Regions from separate parts of the Zea mays genome. Here region 2 is linked to region 1. The links are chromatin contacts, called in public Hi-C maps. All regions are on one chromosome and are shown on one strand. The core of a region is the stretch at or near the end of the contact, and the rest is flanking DNA. Distances in the headings are between cores, read along the strand shown.

Region 1 (4,443 bases), core at 1,309-3,808:
GGTGGGTTAGTGCGTGGTTGACTAGTGAGTTAGTAGTAACAGATAATTGATTTATCAGTTATTGTAAGAAAATATGATATCATTATAATAAACTGGGTTCATTGGTGGGTTATAAATGACAAAAAATGGTTTACTCAAGTATAAATTGACAATGTTTAGATGCAATAAAATCGAAGCATCCCTAGAATGTTTCATAGGCTCAGTGTCATTATAAATGAGCTTAGAAACTTAGGAGATAAAGTAAGTGAAACAAATGCTTCTCTCGTTGCTTCTTATTTTGTCTCCAAATAAGATTCCATATATTGGTCACAACCATTATGAGATATGGTTTGAAAAGCATTACTCCTACCAAGTTCTTTGTGACGATGTGATGACATAAGACGCTTACCATGCATGATAGGAAGGATAAAGTAAATAATAAGACAACAAGAATAAAAGCTTGGCATTGAAAGCCACAACACATCCAACAACAAGGACAAGAAGAAGAAGAAAAAATCTAGTGACAGTGATAAATACTCTCAAGTTCAAGTGAAGAAGACGAAGGTATGACCCTCTTCGTATGATGCTTTTATCGAAATGTGAAGGGATACGGTTCAAAAAAGAATCACTCATCAAAGAAGACAGAAGGCGCTTCAAGTTTGGAAGCCAAGAACACCTAATTGTTGAATGCTTACACAATGATGAAGGAAATGGAGATAACAATAGAGAAAAAAGCAAGGAGATGGATTTCAAGAAGAAAAAGAAAGGACATGCTTATTGTGTGGAATGGGATTTTTATGCATTCTCGAGTAAAAGTAAACACGATTATTAAGAAAAGAAGGATATAAAGAAGAAGGAGGTTGCAAGCACCGCATCAACAACAACAACAACAATGCATCACTCTTCAACACTCCATCATGCTTCATAGCTAAGGGTCAAAAGGTAGATCCTAATGAGAGTGATAATGAATGTTAGGAGGAACCCTCCAAAGAAGAAACCAAATGAGCTAAGAATCAAAATAAGAAAAGACCCAATAATCAAAACAAGTCTATTATATTTAAGCAACCTTTCTAGTCTAGTTTCTAATACACAAGCCACAACGTTGTAGGTAGGGGAGTACATGTGAGCAACTAGCAACAGTGACGACATGGATGGGGGTTCCTCCAAAGGTCTCAATGATCACTGTCGTGCCCTCTGCCTATTTATCTAGCTTAGCTTTGCTGTTGGCTTGACCACTCTGCTGGTCACACATGTTTTTTTCCTGCAATACGTAAAATTAAGATTTATGCATCATTGTAATTAAGATACAAAAGTTTGGCCGTACAAACGACACGTTTCTCCTGAACACACTAAAGCTAGAAGGTCTATTGGATTACATGTTGGACCATCCTAGCACACAGATTGTTAATTTTGAAAAGTTGTATAACCGAGATATGAACAGTGACGCAACATAAGGAGTAGGCTGCACAACTCCTTTTCCATGTCCAGACCATAGTGGAAGCAACGCCTTTGCATGCATATGTGACGGCTCAAGAATTACCCATGAAACTGACTTTGGCAGCAACTCGCTCGCTTGGTGAAGTTTAACTATTAACTATTTTTGTAAATTAGTTAATAGTTAGGTAGCTAATTCTACTAACAATTTTTAGCTAACTAATTATTATTTCTAGTGCATTCAAACACTTAGTATATACATATACATGTAGTTATGAAAAGTAACGGTTAAAGTATCCATCGGTACCATATGGATGACCTGAACAGCAGGTGGTAATAAATCGAGGTACTATTTGGGCGCATGATTTCCATGTTCACACGACTCAAATGACATGCAAAAGGAATCAATATGGCACTTGGGTGCACATTTATCATGGACAATTCCTTATCGGCTTGAATATAAACACATCAACCGGCACTCACATGGATGCACCGTCATCAAGACAGAAAGGAGAACTGTGCTCCAAAACCAAAGATGATCCCGTTCAGAAATCGCTATATATAATATACATACACAGAATGTCAACGGCTAAACAAGACAACTAATATAAGTAGTTATGAAAAGTAATGGTCAAGGTACTCATTGGTACCAAAGTCAATGACATAAACAATATATAGATGAAATTCCTGAGGCACCACTTGGATGCATGTTTTTTTCATGTTAATGGCCAAATGACATGCAAAAGGAACCGGTACAACACGAGCGCACCTTTGCCAAAGTCTAATCGTTAGAGCTTGTTCGGTTAGGGATGGATTAAAATGTATTCGTCACCTCTAATTTCCCTCGTTGTCGGTGGTATTGCCTTGAAAATTCAAGAGCTCCAAGTGAAAAACGCTTTTTTGGTACGTACCACACACAAAAAAAAAAGAGTGATAAGATGATGAAATAACTGATTTCTAAAACCAAACACCCTAAAAATGTACTACACGGCCCCTGTTTCTGAGAAACCCATTCATCAGCCGTTAGCCACGTTGATGCATGCATGCGTCATCAAGGCGGAAACGTGAACACTGCTCGAAACCCAGATGATGGACAACCGTTAACCCTCCTCCAGATCGAGTCCTGACTCCTCCTGAGCGAGGGAGGGAGGAAAAAATAAATGCCGCTGGGCGCATATAGCTTTCAGCTGGTGGCGGTGGGCGTGGGGCCTGTGTGGCCCGGCAGCCGCCGCCGCCGCACAAGCAACGAACCAAGCAGCTGGAGGCGAGGCGAGGAAGAGGGAGAGGGAGAGGAGGCCGTGTCTATTTAACCCAACCAACGCATTGCCCCGACGCCCGCCCCACTCCAAAGTCCAAAAGCGAGGAAAGGAAGGAGGACGTCGCGCAAGAAACGAAAGCCACCCGCCCCGCCCGCCTCCAACCGCGCTTAAATGCGCGCCTTTCTTCTTCCGCGTTAAACCCTCCGGCTGTCTCATCGCTCCGCGTAGTAAACTCTTGTTACAAAAGGCCAGCTGCTCGTTTGCTCCGCCGCGCGCCGTCGGTTGGCTGCTCGCTCGCTCTGGCTGGGCGGCGTCGGTTGCTCGGCTGAGTCCGGCCGGGGAGCGAGCAATGCACATTGCGACCTGCGTGTGGCAAGAGAAGGCGTCGGCCGGCGGCATGGGGGGAGCTGCTGCTGGTGGAGGCGGCTGCGCCGGCGGAGAGTGGGGCGCGGCGCGCGCGAAGGTGGCGTCGGTGCTGGGCGTGGCCGGGTGCGCGCTCAACTGCGCGGTGAGCTTCGTGGTGTTCTCGGCGCTGGACGTGCTGGACGTGGTGCTGTGCCTGGTGTACAAGCTGGTGGACTACGCGGCGGAGGCGGAGTGGAAGTCGTGCTACTGCGCGGCGGCGTCGGGCCCGCGGGCGGCGCAGCTGCCCCTCGCCGCCGCGCCACCAGCGGCGGGCGGGCCCAAGGTGGTGCGGCTGTCGGCGTCGTCCGCGAAGCTGCAGCTGGAGGACGTGTCGGACACGCTGTACGTGCGGCCGTCGCTGCTGGCCGACGCGACGCGGGCGGGCAACGGCAGCGGCAGCGGCGTGGCCCCCGCGCTCACCGTGAGCCCCGCCATCGCGGAGCTGATCCGCGGGAAGATGGACCGGGCCCCGCGGCCGCCGCGGCAGGCGCCGTGCTGGTCCGACTGCGACTGCAAGGTGTGCCACGCCTGGAGCGGGTCCCCGGCGTCGTCGTCCCACCTGTACGTGCACGTCCAGGCGCCGGCGATGGCGGTGGAGACGGAGGACGTGGTGTTCATCCACGGCTTCATCTCGTCGTCCGTGTTCTGGACGGAGACGGTGTTCCCGGCGTTCAGCCCCTCGGCGCGGTCCCGGTACCGGATGTTCGCCGTGGACCTGCTGGGGTTCGGGCGCAGCCCCAAGCCGGCGGAGTCGCTGTACACGCTGCGCGAGCACGTGGAGATGATCGAGCGCTCCGTGCTCCGGCGCTACCGGATCGGGTCGTTCCACGTGGTGGCGCACTCCCTCGGGTCCGTGCTGGCGCTCGCCCTCGCCGTCAAGTACCCCGCCGCCGTCAGGTCGCTCACGCTCCTCGCGCCGGTACGTACGTGTGCATCTATCTGACGTGATGACCTAAAACTACGTGTCACGTGAATTGTAAGCGCGCGCGTGCGCGGGCGGACGATTGGTTGTTCGTTGGAGTGACTTGACCGGCGCGACTAGCTGCTGTGTGGGCTTGTGTTGTGTGTGTGCAGCCCTACTTCCCGGTGCCGGAGTCGGAGTCGGAGTCGGCGGCGCAGTACGTGATGCGGCGCGTGGCTCCGCGGCGGGTGTGGCCGCCGATCGCGTTCGGGGCGTCCATGGCGTGCTGGTACGAGCACGTGAGCCGCACCATCTGCCTCACCATCTGCCGCCACCACCGCGTCTGGGACCGCCTCTTCAGGATCTTCACCAGGAACAGGTAGCCCTTTTTCTTGCCGTGTTCTCTGGTCTCTCCCGAACCAAACGCTTGCCTTCCTTCTTTAATAACTACTACCGGCACGGCGC
Region 2 (4,473 bases), core at 1,269-3,768, 740 kb before region 1:
TTTTCTAGGACAGGACCATGGTTCGGGTTCCATCTTTATCAGAAAACCGGGAGGGCGGTCTCCCCGTCCCAGTTTTTTACTGTTTTTTGTTGGGTTCAGAGTTTGTTACGCATGGAAGCTATGCACCTGATTCCTTAAATACCTTTGCCTCAATTTATTGCATTAGCCTTTGTGAGAAATTTTCTGTAACTGAGAATGGAAAAAACGACAGTTAGAGGACTAGTTACAATAGCAACTTGAGTTTGTCAATATTTTTTAGTGAAGTAGATGGCTACTATAAAGGATGATTGATGATGCGACATGCAATTCATTGGTACTGTAGCACCATTATTCTGTTCTGTTACTGTATTAGTCAGTGAATGGGTCAGGAGTTGATAGATTGGCCTTGGGACGATTGATGATTTGCTGCACACTTATTGTCTCATTAATACCCTACTATGTTGCCTTGCTTCTCTATATCTTGAATACCACTGTTTTGATTATCCGATAGGTAAAAAGAATATATGTGCCACTACCTGATCCAAATGTACGAAGGTTACTTCTGAAAAATCAGCTCAAAGGACAATCATTCAAACTGTCGAGTAAGTGCTCCAGTTCCCAGGTTTCTCTTGATAACTGCTTGATCGTAGTGGCTGTATATGTAGGACAGCCTTTTTTTTAAAAAAAAACGTTTGGCACAGTAGCTAACCTGGAACTGGTTCCTGACAGACCATGATTTTGAAAGACTTGCTGTGGAGACCGAAGGTATTGTGTTTCCTTTCGAGTATGTATGGCTGTTCTGAAAACATGGGCTATGTGGTCCTGGTTCCTGACGGTTTTGTTTGTAGGGTATTCTGGAAGTGACCTGAGAGCCTTGTGTGAAGAAGCTGCAATGATGCCAATAAGAGAGCTCGGTCCACAAAATATTCTTACTATCAAAGCAAATCAGGTACGGGTTTTAAACAGTCTGAACATAAAGTTCACTCGTTCTGAGTTTTTTTCACTGTTAAAACAGAAGCTTAAATGGACTTCTAGCTGTAGTATCTTTACAGATAACATACCCTACATAAGTGGTTGTTTCCCAGCGAAACTTTGGAATGTCAGTGTACGAAGCACTTAACCCTCGGTTTCTAATCTCGTATCTCCAGCTGCGACCTTTGAGGTACGAGGACTTCAAGAACGCGATGACGGTGATCAGGCCAAGCTTGCAGAAGAGCAAATGGGACGAGCTGGAGAACTGGAACGAGGAATTCGGTTCGAGCTGACGGAGACGCGCGCTGCCTGATGATGATGATCAAGCGGCCCTATTTCCAGATGTACATGATTTATGTCTCACACACACATGGTGGCTTACACACACACACGCGCCCATCGGCCATCGATGCGTCCTCAGTCTGGACAGCGCGTCTTCAACAGAAGCAGAAGGTACAATATAATGCTGGGAACAGCCCTATATGTATACCCATTGAAATGCCGCTGCCCAAGTTATTTAAAAAAACAAACCTCTAGTGTGTGTTATTATTAGCCTATAGCTGCTCTGGGCCGCCGAGGGCGAAATCGAAGTATCGTCGGGCGTGTTCGGCAGGCTGCAAGCCGACACTGTTGCAGCTGTTTGGACTGCTGCAGCTGCAATCCATAGAGAGAAAAATACTGTAGAAGCCGCAGCCGCAGCCGGATTGCAGCCGCAGCAAGCCGCAGCGAACAAGCCGGTCGTTGTGTAAAAAGAAACACAAAACCTACATGCTTAATGACTCGTATATGTGTTATTATTAGCCCATAGCTGCTCTGGGCCGCCGAGGGCGAAATCGAAGTATCGTCGTTGTGTAAAAAGAAACACAAAACCTACATGCTTAATGACTCGTATATGTGTTATTATTAGCCCATAGCTGCTCTGGGCCGCCGAGGGCGAAATCGAAGTATCGTCGTTGTGTAAAAAGACAAACACAAAACCTACATGCTTAATGACTCGTATATATTTTAACAAACAGTTGAAATTTAGGGTGGTGTCGCTGCAAGCTTGAGGCACGGAGCCGGCTGTCGGCCGATTTGTTGCTCCAGCCCCTAGGCAAACCCCAATAATGACGGGTGCGGACACGTTTGTGTCCAAATTGTTGTGGGGGAGGGGGTTGAAAGGGTGTTTAGGTGTGCTACCAAACGCAGATTAGGCTATTTCTAGCAGTTTACTCATCTTCTATTTCGCCTCTACTCTATAAACAGTAGTCTGTCTACAGTGCAAAAATAATCATTGGACATGGCCCCTTGTCCTGCAACTCAAGAAGCTAAACGTGGCGAGATGCAGGCACTGCTCGACGCGCAGTGCTCTGCCGCCTCTGCGTATTGCCACTTTGCCAGTGAGACGGGTGCTGGGCCTCCATGCCGCCTGAGTTTTTCCTGGGCTCCAACCCCAAGCGAAGTCTCCCTCCCGTCCATAGGACTAACAAGAGCGGATCGTATCTGAGAACGGGTCGACCGCCCTTTCAGGCCCAGGCCCACTTCGCACGCCCCACAGGCCTCGACATCCACTGCGTCCCCTCCTCCCCCGTCGCATTCTGCAGCGCCAGCTCGCTCCTCGCCCCGCCCCCTTCTCTCAGCGGCGACGCCTCGGGCGTTCCTACCCTGCCCCCTCTCCGGACCCCCACGCCGTCGGCGAAGCAGCCGGGCAAGAGCCCGATCCAGACCCCGCGAGGTCAGTTCAGATCCTGCTCCTCTTCTCCCTCCCCCTCCTTCCACAGCTAGATCTGCGCCCCTCACCCCGCTCGCTCGACCACCTCCGATCGCCACGCCCGCACCCTCAATACCGCCGCCGCTGCTACCGTCGTCGGTCTGGAGCTCAGGCCTTCTTCATTCGCGCGTTCACGTGTGGTTCCCCTCCTAGATCTGGGCTGTTGTTTGGTCGATTGCGCTGGTTTTGTAATGATTGCGACGCCCTAGTCTGAGTTCTCTTCTCGCGGATCGGAGGCTGTGTGGCGTTGGTTGCTAGGTACGTCGGTAGCTAGTGATTTGGATCAACCGTTGCTCGTGGTGTGTCGTAGATGAGTAGATCGCGTGTGGCGTCTGTTGCCCGTCTCGTTGTGCGCATCAGCTATTCACCTCGTTTCGTCGTATCGAAATTCGCTCATTTATTCAGGATCCGCGAACGTGCAAATTTAATTCTGGAGCTGAATATGTCGTTACATAGATCAGATTTCAGAAACATCTTCTCCATGCCGCCTGAGTGAGAATGAAAAGCAAACAAACAAGAGGAAATCTATAAATAGAACCCCCTGGGGACCCCAAACGACCAGATCAATTCATGCCAAATTTTACTTGGAGCATTTGCCTGAACTTGATTCAATTTCTCAGAATGCTCGGATGCCAAGTGATGTTGTTTCTTTCCTGGAACCATATTTAATAGGCATCTTTGCGGGGCATTTTTTTTTTTTGCTGGATCAACCAATTATTATCGTTTGAACTGAAGGCCATGTCATTTTTAATTGGGTAGTTGAGACTCACCTCCATAGATGATGTTATGGAATATTTGACTCTTCGAAGTAATCTGTGATGTTCTACTTGTCAACATGAATTTGTTAATTTTATTTGGATCATGTGTATGACAGTAGTATTCTTGTGTTGTTCAAGAAAGCCAATCCCAGGGAACTTTTAGTTATATAAGTTTGCAATAGTTTGGTGCATCTATTTCTTTGGTTATGGCATCAGAGATCTTTTTTTTTGTATATTTTAACCAAACGTTTGTTTCTATTCTGCTTCTATTTGTCTAGAGCATCTCTAACGGTGCCTTAAATCAGTGCACTATTTTGAAATATAGGGCTCAACTCATAAAAACAGCTCCAACAGTGCCTATTTTACAATCTTTTACGAAAAAATATAGGGCACACCATGAAGTGACCCAAATATATTACACCCCAGATTAGTGTCCTATCCTTAATCTTAAAACTCGACCTGCGGGGGGTAAGACAGCCCCCGGGCATTGTATTAAGAAGACCTTCTCACACAGGTCGAGAAAACCCCCGAACCCTTGCCCCACCCATACACAGCGGCATCGAAGCCCATGTGAGAACGACCACGGCCGGGGCTGAGCCCTAGACCTGTGCTTTGGCGTGGGACAAACGAGGGGATTTTTTTAACCACAACCTGAAATTCGCTCCCACGGGGGAGTCGAACCCAGGACCTGAGGAGTGCTACTCAGACCACCTAACCAACTCAGCTAGAGGCCCTTTCACGTCCTATCCTTAATCTTTTCTTTCCTAATAATGTAATGTAATTTATTTACTAAAATATATGATTTAGGGCTTAACTGTTGGAGTCCAAGTTGTTGTTAGTGCCCTAAATACTTTAAATGATGTAGCATTTTAATTTTTGGGGTAGTTGTCAGGACCTAAGGAGGCCCACAGAGGGGCTGCGGTAGCAGCAGCCATGGGCCCTAAGGGGGATTAGATAAGGATAGTTAGAGATAAGATTAGAAGATTAGTTGAGATTATCTAGGAAGGTTATCAG

The links. Hi-C and Micro-C count contacts between places; a contact is called where the count stands out from the background.
Region 2: a contact with region 1 is called in a Hi-C map of endosperm, with 2.1 times the contacts expected there. The contact joins the promoter of LOC103638140 here to the promoter of LOC103638133 in region 1. A contact is called at or near these places in 5 of 25 Hi-C or Micro-C datasets (ear, endosperm, leaf and 1 more).

The regions. Positions count from the first base shown.
Region 1 is chr9:25,343,004-25,347,446 of Zm-B73-REFERENCE-NAM-5.0, reverse strand. LOC103638133 (alpha/beta-Hydrolases superfamily protein) reads left to right here and starts at 2,558. Exons shown (of 3, transcript XM_008661115.4): 1 at 2,558-3,996; 2 at 4,152-4,357. The coding sequence starts at 3,022.
Region 2 is chr9:26,083,201-26,087,673 of Zm-B73-REFERENCE-NAM-5.0, reverse strand. It overlaps LOC103638140 (serine/threonine-protein phosphatase 2A 65 kDa regulatory subunit A), which reads left to right and starts at 2,518. Exons shown (of 13, transcript NM_001347218.1): 1 at 2,518-2,665. It overlaps LOC100273408 (AAA-type ATPase family protein), which reads left to right. Exons shown (of 13, transcript NM_001147845.1): 10 at 491-581; 11 at 709-744; 12 at 828-928; 13 at 1,128-1,478. The coding sequence ends at 1,244.